Linked DNA regions of Mus musculus: region 1 is linked to region 2. The links are chromatin contacts, called in public promoter capture Hi-C maps. All regions are on one chromosome and are shown on one strand. Each heading gives the region's core, a stretch centred on a gene start, on an enhancer-like site or on the middle of the called end of the contact. The rest is flanking DNA. Distances are from core to core; before and after follow the strand shown.

Evidence for each region. Promoter capture Hi-C pulls out the DNA fragments that hold promoters and counts their contacts.
Region 1: a promoter capture Hi-C map of neutrophils shows a contact between it and region 2, with 3 times the contacts expected there. The contact joins the promoter of Ache here to the enhancer-like site in region 2. A contact is called at or near these places in 14 of 39 promoter capture datasets (the 3T3-L1 cell line, 3T3-L1-derived adipocytes, embryonic stem cells and 9 more), 3 of 15 datasets of contacts at CTCF or cohesin (CD8 T cells, the NIH/3T3 cell line and large pre-B cells), 3 of 484 Hi-C or Micro-C datasets (bone marrow-derived macrophages, embryonic fibroblasts and nephron progenitors), 1 of 115 datasets of contacts at active chromatin or transcription factors (intestinal crypt epithelium) and 2 of 9 other capture datasets (adipose tissue and liver).

The regions. Positions count from the first base shown.
Region 1 is chr5:137,286,913-137,289,612 of GRCm38.p6, forward strand. Ache (acetylcholinesterase) reads left to right here and starts at 1,342. Exons shown (of 5, transcript NM_009599.4): 1 at 1,342-1,455. Gm42456 (a long non-coding RNA gene) reads right to left here and starts at 1,732. Exons shown (of 4, transcript XR_003955815.1): 1 at 1,653-1,732.
Region 2 is chr5:137,204,063-137,206,762 of GRCm38.p6, forward strand. No RefSeq gene overlaps it. Among named protein-coding and RNA genes, the nearest start is that of Muc3a, 7.1 kb to the right of the region's middle. Within about 2 kb of position 1,424, at least 5 of the 459 cell types and tissues checked have an H3K27ac peak or open chromatin away from gene starts, as enhancers often do. A contact at or near this core is called in neutrophils, where this site is marked.

The sequences.
Region 1 (2,700 bases), core at 92-2,591, 83 kb after region 2:
GAGTTTCCCGGCATGCAGTGGCCAGGTTCTCCAGGGACAGGAGGGTTGGAGGGCGGGGGGGGGGGGCGGGGGGGATGTCGCAGTTTGGAGAGATGAAAATCGCATATCTGGGAGAGGTTGGACTCTGCGCTGGTATCTTCTGGGGACCAGCCTTTTGCAAGACAGCGCGCCTTTGCCCCTTGCTCGGAGGAAGTGACTGATGAGTGATGAGTGTCTGGGGCTCGAGGGAAAGCTCCCGGCGTCCACAGCGAGCATGCGTGCACGTGTCCCCCTACCCCCCATAGATCCACGCAGCGCCCCATATCGCGTGCGCGCACGCACGTCCCCACGCTCTCGCGTGCAGGCCAGTCGCCCACGCAGCAGCGGCCCGCAGGCTCCAGAGCCAGATGCCCCCACCCACCCCGTGAGCCAGTTGTCTCTTTCATGTAGTGATCTCGCGTGGGCACAAAACTGCACACTTCCCACAGTCACTAAGGTGCAGCTAGGTGGGAGACTCCCTAGAAGGCTGGGCGTGTGGTCTAAGGGACTCCCAAACAGGCTGGGGGCTCCAAGTGTAGGCCGCTCCCACCTGCTAGCCACAACAACCAATGAAAGCTTGGCCCGGTGATGTCATGGACCAGCCGGACCCTTGTGATGACAGCCGGAGGTCACCGGTCAGGGGAATTAGCTCAAGCCCACCCTCGGGGGTTCCGGAAGTTTCCAGAGCTGCAGCAGAGTGCATTGTAGCATCTCCCCACAGCCTTCTGCTTGCCACTATGTGGTCTGGCTTCTCAGCTGTCCCCGTGTCACCTCTTCTTGCCCACAGGGGTCTTTTCCTATAAGGGAGAGCCTGTGTTTCTGTTATTTGTTCCTACAGGTGTTCTTTCGTCTCCACAGAGATGTCCCACGTCATCTTTTCTACCAGTGTCAGCTGAAGGGGGTCCTCAGTCAGGCTTTCTCGTGTCTCTTCTCTTATTACCCTGCCCCAAGCTTTGTCCTGGTTACAGATGCCAAATATTAGGCCTCTGATCTTTCTGGATTAGAGCTGTCAGTGTGTCCTTCCGTCCGTGAAAGGCGACCGGTCTGTCTGTGACTTGTCACCGCAGGAGACTGTCGCCTGCGTGAACGGTGTCTGGTGTCTCCGCAGGCTGCGGTCCGTCTGTCACGTGGGTGTCTGCCCCGCCGCTGCGGGTCTGCGGGTCTGTCGGTCTGTCTGAATCTACCACTGGAGTGTGTCTGGGCTCCCGCTCCCCGGGGTCTCGGGGCTTGAAGGGAGGGAGGAGGGGAGGTGGCAGCCCGGGGGAGCGGGGAGGGGCGGGGGCGGAGACAGTGGGCGGGCGGGGGCGCCGTGCGGCCCGGAGGGGTGTGTGCGGGGGGCCGGAGGCGGCTGTCACTGTCGGCTCAGCCTGCGCCGGGGAACATTGGCCGCCTCCAGCTCCCGGCGCGGCCCGACCCGGCCCGGCTTGGCCGCCTCAGGTGAGTCTCCCAACCCACCCAGGACCCTCCACCGAGTCGGGACCAATCCGCATCCCGGGGGAAACGTGCGATCCTGGAACGATCGAAGCCCCCCAACAGAGCTCCTACTGCACCTCCTGCCCCGTGGGGCCTGCCTAGAGGGGCCCCTCCACTGCCTCGCACTCCTCTGAAACTCCCGCTAGCCGCTGCATACTTACTGATGATGCTCGCTGGGCCGGCCGCTGCCTCTGCGCTCCCTTCCTGCAGGGACCCCCTGAAGGCCCCTTCCCCACTCTCTTCAAAGTCTGGGGACACTGGAAGACGCCCCCTGTTTGGGGCGGAGCCCAAACTGCGCAGGTTACTGACATCCCGAATGCACCACCCCCCATCCCGAGGGCCGCGACCCCAACGTCCCTACCCAGCTGAGCCCCTTGCCAGCTCCAGGACCCCTCCTGCGCTCTCTCTCTCTCTCTCTCTCTCTCTCTCTCTCTCTCTCTCTCTCTCTGACTCTGTCTCTCTCTATGTGTCTCTGTCTCTCTCTTTCCCTCCCTCCCTCCCTCCCTCCCTCTCACCCTCCCACCCTCCCTCTAAAAGGAGGCTCAGCGGAAGCCCCGAGTTATAATTAGCCCCACTCGGGTTTCCTGGTTAATCTCCAACAACGCCACTATCCCCAGATCCAGGCGACCAGAACTGGCTGGGTGATGGGTGAACACCCGGAGGGGGTAGTTCCGACCCGGGGAATTTTGATCTCTTGGCTGGAGACGCCGGAACTACAGCAGCTGTTGCCCCCAAAATAGCGCCCCTGCCTTTGCTACGGGGATCTCCGGAGCTCCCGGAACACAGACGTCCTGGCTCGCCCTTCAACCCCCTCTGCGATGCTCACGATTCTCCAGATACCCCCACACCAAGGCTCGGGCGGGGAGCTCTGGCCTCTTCTTGGTCTCTACTGCTCCCGGTTGGCAGTGGAGGGCATTGCAATATGGGGATGCAATAGGGGCTTGAGTTCTGGTGAGCCCCACAAGGGGCGAGTGAGACAGTTGGCTGGAGTCAGGCGAGAGGGGTGCGGTTGATGTAAAGCAAACGGGTACCAACCGGCCGTACCAGAAAGAAGAGAGGCGGAGCAGGGTGGGGCAAGGTGTCGACTGGACAAGATTCCAAGATGCCTTCAGAACCTGGGACTCCCGATACCTTGAATGCCCAACCCACTCCCCAGAAGGCTTTGGCTAACCCAGGAGAGGCTTGGGCTGTGCTTTCTTATAACTTGCA
Region 2 (2,700 bases), core at 174-2,673:
GCTTGAACTCAGGTCCTGGAGGATGACAAGTGACAGCAAGTCAAGTGACATCTTGCTGGACTCCTGCTTTTTTTTGTTTGTTTGGTTTTGACACGGGGTCTTGTGTATTTGAAGCTAGCTTTGAACTCGCTCTACAGCTAAAGATAACCTGGAACTTCCGACCCTCGTGTCTCTGCCACCTGGGCTTTAGGATTACAGGCATGAACCGCCATACTCCGGTGCTGGTGATGAGACCCGGGGCTCTGTGTTTCCTGGGCAGGGATTCTCACCTTCTCCTTTCAAAATGTTTGATTATATTGAGTTACCTAAGGCTGTTTTCATATAAGACGGTTTATCCCAGATGGCCCTTGGAATCCTGACCCGACGCCCTCGCCCTCAGCATCCTCAGCATTTGCCTATCTGCATGCAGCACTGTGATTGGCCACATTCATAAGAGCACCCCCCCCCATGTCTCCTCTGATGCCTCAGTCCCTCCAGGACAGACACTTTATCCCCTGGCCCCATGTCATCAAGGAGTGCCCCTCCCCCCTTACTGTGAACTTTACATCCGCAAAGCACTCATATTCATCCTCTTTTCATATGTGTGAAAGAGACAGAGTCTTGTAGCCCAGGCTAACCTCCGACTTCATATGTAGCTGAGGATAACCCTGAACTTTCAGTCCTCCTGCCTCTACCACTCAGTGCTGGGATTACAGGCAAGTGTCGTCACCACATCTAATCCTCATGTTGACCTTTGACATTTCTCTAGCATTTTCTAGCCCATGCGCCCCTAGCAAATCATGAACAGAGAGTTATTGATTGTGCCCCCTGTTCCTGAAGACTTTTCTCAGAGTCTCCCTGCCCCCCGCCCCACAGGTACAAATGAATCACCAAAGCCAGGCTCCTGGCATCACAGGCAGTATGGGTTCCAGGGCTGGCCGTGGTGCCTTATGGGTCACCAACAAGTTAAGCCTTTGTTTCTAGCAGGCTGGGTACACAGCTGGGTCCCCCACAGGCCTCCCCATGGAGTGTGCGAGTCCTGGCCTTGTCACACGCAAACACTCCTGAACCACCGTGCTCTTGCTACCAAGAGTTCACTTTCTTTGGCATATGCTCTCTTATCTTCTAGAACCTTCTTATATCTTGGTTCCTTCTCCATAGCTTTGCATCCAAAACCTTGAGGAGGTGCACAGAACAGACAAGGGAGAAAGCTACGGTTGCCACTTAGGGTTCTAAACTTGACCTCTAAGGTTCTGCCCCCAGGAACCAGCCTGTTTGAGAGGATTGCAGAGGACCAGGGTCCCCCAGGAGTACAGGCAGTGGGTTCAAATGCTAGGTCAGGGTGCTGTTGTGTTATTTGCTGTGTGGCCCCCAGGAGGTTACACACCCTCTCAGAACTTCTGTTTTTCATCCCTCCTGACTTCTTCACACAATCCTCCTTGTGTGTGTCACAGGAAATACCCGTAGTGAAGTGTCTTGGGAAATAACAGGGCCCTCTGCCAGGGGGCAGTGGGGAGGCTGGGTACATAGGCAGGTCTTCTGAGTTGCTGGGTGGCTCTGTTTCCCTGGACTCACACATTCTTAGCTGCTTTTAATAACTTTGAAAACAGCCAGGCGTGGTGGCGCACACCTTTGATCCCAGCACTTGGGAGGCAGAAGCAGGTGGATTTCTGAGTTCGAGGCCAGCCTGGTCTACAAAGTGAGTTCCAGGACAGCCAGGGCTACAGAAAAACCCTATCTCGGGGAAAAAAAAACTTTGAAAACTATTTGCATTTTTGAGACAGGGTCTCATTGTGTTCCAGCTGGCTTCCAACACCTCCAACTCAAGATGTAGCTATGGTTAACCTTGAACTCCAGATCTTCCTGACTCTACCTCTCAAGTTCTAGGGTTATAGACATGTGCCACCATGTCTAGTCAATTCAGTGCCGGGCTAGAACCCTGGGCTTTGTGCATGCTAGGCAAGCGCTCTACCCACTGAGCCACATCCCCAGACCACTATTGTTAGTTTTTCAGACAGGGTCTCTCTGTAGCCTAGACTGGCCTTGAACTTGTGATCTTCTGCTTCCACCTCCGAGTATGAGGATTACAGACTTGTAACACCTTCCTCATCTTGCTCTTGACACTTGTTGGAAATGGATCTGTCTTTCTTGTATGCCAATGGGCTCACATGTGTCACCTTTTGCATACAAGTTTAAGTGCTTGAAGGACAGGGTGGATTGGTCAGTATTGGCTGGGTACACAAGTACAGTGTCTAGGTAACGGCTTTCATCATTATCATCATCATCACCACCACCACCATCATCGTCACCATCATCAGCATCACCAGCACCAGTCCCCTCAGGATGCCAGGTCCCTGGCTCCGCTGAGAACAAGGAACAGGATGACCACCTACCTCCCCGTAATGTGGGCTCTGTGCATATTTCTCTCCTCTTGACTTAAAGTTGATGGTCTGATATAATGCACTCTTACAATGCTTCCCAAATTCATGCAGTTCACTCCTTAGTTGCCCCCCTCACGCTCTGCTCCCCAAATCATAGCAAAATGTGGAAGAGAGAGGATCTAGGAGGACTCCTGGGGCTGGGACAGCTTCTGAGGAGCTGAGTTCCCGACCGGAGTCCTGAATTTCCTCTGGATTTTCTGAGAACCAACCCATAGGGTTCTAGATGCTTCCAGCCCCAGATGCATGTGTGCCATAGATGTTCACCTTTTACCAGTAACCT